Regions from separate parts of the Mus musculus genome. Here region 1 is linked to region 2. Evidence: chromatin contacts called from public promoter capture Hi-C data. All regions are on one chromosome and are shown on one strand. Each heading gives the region's core, a stretch centred on a gene start, on an enhancer-like site or on the middle of the called end of the contact. The rest is flanking DNA. Distances are from core to core; before and after follow the strand shown. Region 1 overlaps Thada (thyroid adenoma associated). Region 2 overlaps Thada (thyroid adenoma associated).

What was found. Capture Hi-C pulls out chosen DNA fragments and counts their contacts.
Region 1: a contact with region 2 is called in a promoter capture Hi-C map of adipose tissue. The contact joins two enhancer-like sites. A contact is called at or near these places in 43 of 484 Hi-C or Micro-C datasets (3T3-L1-derived adipocytes, the 63-12 cell line, the AML12 cell line and 25 more), 8 of 115 datasets of contacts at active chromatin or transcription factors (CD8 T cells, the HPC-7 cell line, embryonic stem cells and 4 more) and 4 of 9 other capture datasets (adipose tissue, embryonic stem cells, liver and 1 more).

The regions. Positions count from the first base shown.
Region 1 is chr17:84,368,467-84,371,768 of GRCm38.p6, reverse strand. All of the region lies in intron 26 of Thada (thyroid adenoma associated), which reads left to right. Among named protein-coding and RNA genes, the nearest start is that of Gm24722, 21 kb to the left of the region's middle. Within about 2 kb of position 1,813, at least 48 of the 459 cell types and tissues checked have an H3K27ac peak or open chromatin away from gene starts, as enhancers often do. A contact at or near this core is called in adipose tissue, where this site is marked.
Region 2 is chr17:84,213,636-84,217,365 of GRCm38.p6, reverse strand. All of the region lies in intron 36 of Thada (thyroid adenoma associated), which reads left to right. Gm36279 (a long non-coding RNA gene) reads right to left here. Exons shown (of 4, transcript XR_385852.4): 4 at 1-1,369. Among named protein-coding and RNA genes, the nearest start is that of Gm36279, 23 kb to the right of the region's middle. Within about 2 kb of position 1,430, at least 56 of the 459 cell types and tissues checked have an H3K27ac peak or open chromatin away from gene starts, as enhancers often do. A contact at or near this core is called in adipose tissue, where this site is marked.

The DNA.
Region 1 (3,302 bases), core at 564-3,063, 150 kb before region 2:
GGAAAGGAGGGCACTCAGAGCCAAGGGCTTGACTGTAGTTTACCAGCAGAGCTTTCTCCCAGGGCCAAAAAAACAGCTAATCCTCACAAGGCGTTCAGGACACCATTCACTGAAACTAATGATACTGATGGGACCCACGAATCAGATAGGAACAAGGAATCCAGTGACCAAACATGAGTGGCATTAACATGAGTGAATTGAGAACAACATTTCCTATGTAGTGCAAAGCTTAAAGGAATACGAGGGGAAGTGGTTGCTTTTTGATTATTTTGAAGTAAAAGTTACAGGAGAGAAAGACTTTCTGAATTCTCTTTCCCCTTCTACATCTCCTACATCTGCTTCCTACTTGCTATTTTATAAAAAAATTATAGTGAGTATATTTTCCTTGTAATTATTAAGCAGACCTGAATAGACATTGGTAAAGTAGATTACATCTAAGAATCTTTAGCTTACCTATTGAAGCTATTGGATATTATTGGCTTCTCTAGGCTTTTATATAAATAGTGAGATTTTAAATAGTGAAAACCATGTTAATTTTTAGGATCATTTTCCTTAGTAGAGACTAGTGATGGATAAGCTGGGAACAAACTTGTGTAGATTCTAAATAATCCAAAAAGGAAGCTTGAAATAGTTAACACTTTTGGATCTATATGATCATTGTGTTTGTTTTTTAAAACAAAGTGCTTGCATTTGTATTCTCCATTAAAAATAAACATTGAGTTAGATGCTTGTTCAGCCAAGTGGAGTCAGTTATCCAGTAGAAATCCTAAAAAGATTCAAATTATACCACCAGATTTTACTTTCCCATAAAGTGTTGTATTCACTAATCTATGTGAGGAACCTATACTTAATAACACCATAAGAAGCTGTAAATGAAAGCAGAAAGCTGACTCCTGCTCCGTTTAACTGGCAGCTCCTGTGGTTTGGATTCGCAGCACTGTTACGCCCTCATTCACACCCTGGATTTCCAAGCGTTTTCAAAAAGCTGAAATGGTGACTCAAGTTTGTCAACATGTGACAGGTTATTTTCCTTTATTTAAAATGTAAGCAACAGAAATTATTCTGGATGAAGCTCTCCACTTATTTTAGCAGCAGCAGATGCTCTCTGTGATCAGTACGTCTACTAAAGACCAGCGCTTTGTGCCTAGACCGCAAGCCTCACAACTTAGCTTTATGCCTTTCCAGGCGTACCAGTGAGCGAATAAGCCAACATATCAGTCTAGTCTGGCTTAGCTCAGCACTCTTTGATTTTTTCCAGTCTGTTTGATGTAGAGGCTTACTGAGATTTATCTACTGAGCTGTTCATAGTCTGTAGGGTCAGAGCCCTGGCTGCATTATATAAGATTCCACCAGTGACAGAGGACATGGGAAGTCTCTGTAGTGTGGATACTTTAGTTCCTTGTGTTGCTCCTTGTTTTGCTTTTGAAAAATTTGAAACTATTCTCAAACTTTTATTAATATTCAGTATTTTTTCATTTTCTAATTTTATACTGAAAGCCTTAAAACAGATGTGCTATAATTGGTTCAGTTTACTAAAGATTGTTTCAACATTTGGTAGAAACAGCTATGCAAATGTGAAAACTTTTCCAATTATTTGAAAGAGAAAATCAAAATAAAAGTATGCAGTGACCAGTTGCAGGTACTGGCTGTATGCAGAGGCGAATGTCCTCTTATTCTGCTATTTCTGGTTGCAATAACAGTAATGTACCCAGCGTTATAAAAAGCCTGCAGACTGTCTTCTCCTTATCTCATGTGTTCCCAGGCATTCCCAGTAGGATAAGTATTATTGCCCCATTCCAGATGGCAGTCTTGGGAGTTTCTGTGATTAATTTGCTACATGTTTCATATCTGCTGTGATGCAGAGCTGGTGTTAACTCCTAACCTAGTTATTTTTCCATTATATCAGAGCTTTTTTGTTGACTAATACACACCATTTCTAAAAGCAACAGAGTTTTGCTAGTGGTTTGATCGTGTCCTCTTTCCTGAGAGGTGGAATAAAATTGCTCAGGCTCCTGGAGATAAGAGCATTATGTCATACTGGAGGACTGATGACGTACATTCATCCCTGCTTCACTACCCTCACATAGCAAACAGGACAGACAGACGTCTGAGGCTTGTGGGATTGTGTTAGTATTGTCCACACAACCCTGAAAGAGTGCCTGGCATAGAGGAGATGCAGAGGGCATTTTGCTGTTGCTAGAAACATTTATTCAGTGGACTTGCTTTGCTTGCTGTGTGCAGAGTAATGTGCTGAGCATTTAAGTCTTTAGCTTTAAGAATCTCCGAGCTAAGGGCTGGAGAGATGGTTGATGAAAGCACTTGCTCTTCTTACGGAGCCTGGGCTTGGTCCCCATAAACACCTTGATGGCTCACTCCAGGTCTAGGCAATCCAACGCCCTGTTCAGGCCGTTGCAGGCACCAAACATGGATGTGTTACACATACATACTTCAGGCACAGTCACATATGCAAAAATAAAAAGACTCTCAGAGTCAACTAGAGTAGGTGCACTCCACATTGCAGGCCCCGACCTCAGAGCCTTTTGTAGGGAGGGGTTTGGAAGCAGGGTGTGATTGAAGATTATCCCGTAAAAGTCAGGGTGTGAGCTTGAGAAATATGTAGAAGTCAGGCAAGTAAAGAAAACTGTGGAGTAGTATCATTTATAGAGGTGTTGAGGATGGTTGTGTGATAATTTGCCTGCCTGCCTTCCTTTCCTATCTCTATTTCACTCTTTCCCTCCCTCCCTCTCACCTGCCTTTCCTTTCTCCCTCCATCCCCACCCCCAGCCCCCAGGAATTTATGAGTCTCCGGCTACCCTCTCGCTCACTATGTAGTTAAGATGACATTGACCTTCCGCTCCTCCCTCCTCTACCACTGGTTACAGGTGTAAGTTACCACACCCAGCTTGTTGGCTCTGGGAATGACTATGCTTGCTAGGCAGGCGGTGTAGCAGCTGAACATCCCTAGCCTCCTGAGTTCACTTTTGACCCAAGACTTGAGACGCTAGAGGGAGAGCCAATGGAGCATGTCCGCTTGGCAGTTATATACACAGGGTCTGGAGCCCAGGAGTAAGGTCTGCCTAGACAAAGGAGTCTTCCACGTGTAGCTGGTATTTTATGTCTCAGTGAGTAGGCACACCAAACGGCTGAGAATGCCATCCAGGAAGCATCGCTGGTTAAATGATTTATGTGGTAAAATCTCTCAACAGAGATAGACTGTTCTAGTATCAGATTTGGAGACAGGACATGTGTGCTTGTGTATCTTAAAATCAGTGAGTATTTTGTTGCTTGGATTCCCCCGTGGA
Region 2 (3,730 bases), core at 181-2,680:
AGTTGTACTGTCCCTCTTGTCTTCTAAGACGGTAGGTCCAGCCTCACTCCCATGTGCACTGTCTAGTGACAGGAGGAAGGGAAGGCCACTGTAGGTGCTGCATCTCCTTCAACATCAACCTTAGCAGCCAGGAGCTGCTCGTGGTCTGCAGCTCTCACAAGAGGCCCAGGACTGTTGATTTGAGCCAAGTAGCAACATGCTCAGCTAAGACGTTCCCCGTCTACATGGTAGGGGATGGGCATGGAAGAGAGATGCATACTTCCCACTTCCATCCTCTAGTTCTGACATGCTCTAATACTGCAGAGGGCTAGCTGCATTCACACTGGCAGCTGGGGGCTCACATTTGAATGGTACTGAGCCCCTGGCCTTGGTTATTTAGAACCCTGCTCATCATTCCCAGACAGATTTTACCTCGCTTGCATCCATGTTGCTTTTATCATCGCAACTCACAGAGCCAAGTATACGAGAAAAGATGGATGAATTGTCTCTGTCCTCATAAATGAGAATATGGGCCAGATGGTAGTGACACACACATTTAATCCCAGTACTTGAGAGGCAGAGGCAGGTGGATATCTGTGAGTTTGAGGCCAGCTTGGTTTATAGAGCGAGTTCTAGGATAGCCAGGGCTACACAGAAATCCTGTCTCAAAATTAAAAAAATAAAATAAAATCAAGTGAATGTGGATCCGTGTGACATTTTAGCCCCATCCATTGCCTGAAATGTAAAGGCTTACTTAGAAGACAAGCACACACACCTTGCAATTACAATCACCATATCGTTAGAAGTGATGGGAAGAGAAGTGACTGGGTGACAGCACCTAGTAGAGGCTAAAGAATAAAGACATGCAGGAGGGATATGGCAGAGTGACACTGTGGAAAGACCCAAGAATGGGTAGAGTCCCAGGTCCTTTTAGAGTCACCCTGCCTATACCTACTTCATGTCTGTGGGAGTGTTGTCATGGCCTGTGCTAAGTCAGCCCATTAGTCTTAGGTTCCTAAGGCCTAGCCAGCTCCTTGGACCTCCTTTTCCACATGGCCTTTTGGACATCAGAACTCAGACGACTTTGGTCACACCCACCTTCTTCAGTTCTGGTGTTTGTTGGTCAGGAGTCTCATCGGCTCACCCACACCAGAAGCTTTTTAAGGATAGAGATTTTCAGGATAGAGAATATCTTGCATCAGCAAGGTAGCTGACAGGTTAGCACCTAGAGTGGCTTGCATCAGACTGTGACCTGGTTTCTGTAGCTCTCTTTGGTTGTGGAAAGGCAGGTGGATCTGGACCTCAGGGTGGTGGGCTTTCCTGTGCAGCCTCCCTTGTGAGCCATAATGAGCCTTGCAGGCTTAGGTCAGGTCACACTGGTACTTCAGTCCTGTCAGACCAGAAAGTAAGAGTCCTCAGTGTTATAAGCCTTTGCCACTAGGCCACCATGATGTAATTCCTCTGACCTCTCCAGCCAGGGAAATGATGGGGAGGCCTGTTTGATAGTCCACACTCTACTTTATACTTACAAAATGCACATAGAAATCATTGGCTCTGCACTCCCAGGGCTCAGGATGTGTCATGTGCAGTGTCGCCCTTAGGCTCTGCCTCTAGCCCTTCCTCGCCCTTCAGGAGTTATAAGTAAGAGACTGAGCCAAACATAAGTAGGCTTCTGGCCAAAAATTGGATTTGACTGAGAAACTAGCAGGAATATTTTTCTGGTGGCTCATCTCCTTCCTGTCTACCCTACCTACCAACCTAGAAGAGATCTAGGAATCCCCTGACCTTCCACCGTGGCTACAAGCAGTCCCAGCTTTCTTTAACAGGCCTGTCCATAAATCTCCCTTGTTTCTCATCTTTGAAGAAGCCGCTCTGTCAGGGAGTTCTTACTCAAGTGTGAGGGGAGGGAAAGGCCACTAGTTTCAGACTGCAAGTTCTTTTCACTCCATTTCACAATATCCATTTCCCAGAAACCACAGGTTTTTGTTTTGGGTTTGTTTGGTTTTTTTTTTTAAATGAGTACCCAGTAGGCAGGATGCCCAACGCACAGCCTGCTAGATTCAAGGCCAACCACCTGGAGAGAAAAGGAGTCGGTCACAGGGTTTGCCTGTGGTGGGGCTGCCTCTCACCACGGAAAATAGGGACTTAAACTCCCACTATTTGTAGTTTGCAGTGGTGGACTTAGTGGGTTGGGAGGCTTGAAGAGACAAGAATGATATTTGAAATTCAAGGCTTAGTTTAGGATATAACGTTCTGGTGAGCATCTTAGTTCCCTGCTAAGTCAACTACAGGAAAGATGAAAGGAGGCTAAAATGGAGCAGGTAAAAAGAGAAAGGAAGCCGAGAGACTCAGCTAAAGAATGGTCTTCATGATTTCTCTGTTTCTGTCAGTCTCCCCCCTGACCCCCAACCCTGACCCCCTGCCTCCAAACAGGTCCTTCTTTGTATTTCTAACTGTCTTAGAACCTGTGATGAGACCAGGCTGGCCTTGAACTCACAGACATCTGACTACCTCTGCCTCCCAAGTACTGGGATTAAAGGCGTGCACCACCATGGCCAGCCAGTCTTTCTGTCTCTTGAGGGGTTTGTGCATGTGATGACTAGAGTTTGATATTGACTGTCTTCCTCAATCATGCCCCACCTTATTTAAATAAAGATCCCAAATCAGTTATACTGGCTCACCTCAAGAAATCTCTTATCGTGTCTCCCAGCTCTGGGATTTCAGGTAAATGGCACTGTACCCAGATTTTTACCTGGGTCCCAGGGAGCCAGGCTATGTTCTCATGCTTGCATGTAGCACTTTACCAGTTGAACAGTATTCCCAGAGCCCACATGCTGGCTTACTTTCTTTCTTTTTTTTTTTTTTTTTTTTTTTTTTAAAGGATTTATTTATTATATGTAAGTACACTGTAGCTATCTTCAGACACTCCAGAAGAGGGCATCAGATCTTGTTACAGATGGTTGTGAGCCACCATGTGGTTGCTGGGATTTGAACTCCGGACCTTCGGAAGAGCAGTCGGGTGCTCTTACCCATTGAGCCATCTCACCAGCCCCACATGCTGGCTTTCCAACCTCTCTGATTGGAAGGAAGAAGACACAGCATAGAGAGTCTTCTCATGCGGTAGAAGGAATGTGCCAAGACCCTAAAAGGATGCCGTGGGTTTAGTGTGGTGGAGAGTCATACGGGATCAGGTCAGGAGCATCTTCTGCTACATAGGGAGGTTAAGGTCAGCCTTGTCTCAAAAACAATGGTAGGAGTGATCTTAAAAAAATAAATGTTCTACAAAGTGTGTGTGTGTGTGTGTGTGTGTGTGTGTGTGTGTGTGTGTGTGTGTGAAGTGTACATGGAGATGAGAAAGGGTATCAGATCCCTTGGACTCTAAGGTTAGGGGGTTGGTTTTTGTTATTGAGGATTGAATCTAGGGTCCCCTGTATCCTAGTCGACACCTCTACCGCTGAACTACATCCCAGGATTCCTTTTACTTTTTATTCCGAGACAAGTTCTCATTACAGTTGAACTCACTATGAAGCAGACAAGCTTTAAACCAGCAGTCCCTCTACCTCTGCTTCTTGAACATCTTAGATTACAGGCATGGACCATCAGATACAGTTTAGGTTTTTTAAAAGGCAAAATCTGATACAGCATTTGGTAATCCTGATATCTGCATGTAATAGACAAGTCAAACAATGATTTACAGTGAGGCAGCCAGGGCTGACTGGCCCCCACTCTATCAGGAGGAACGCAAACATTT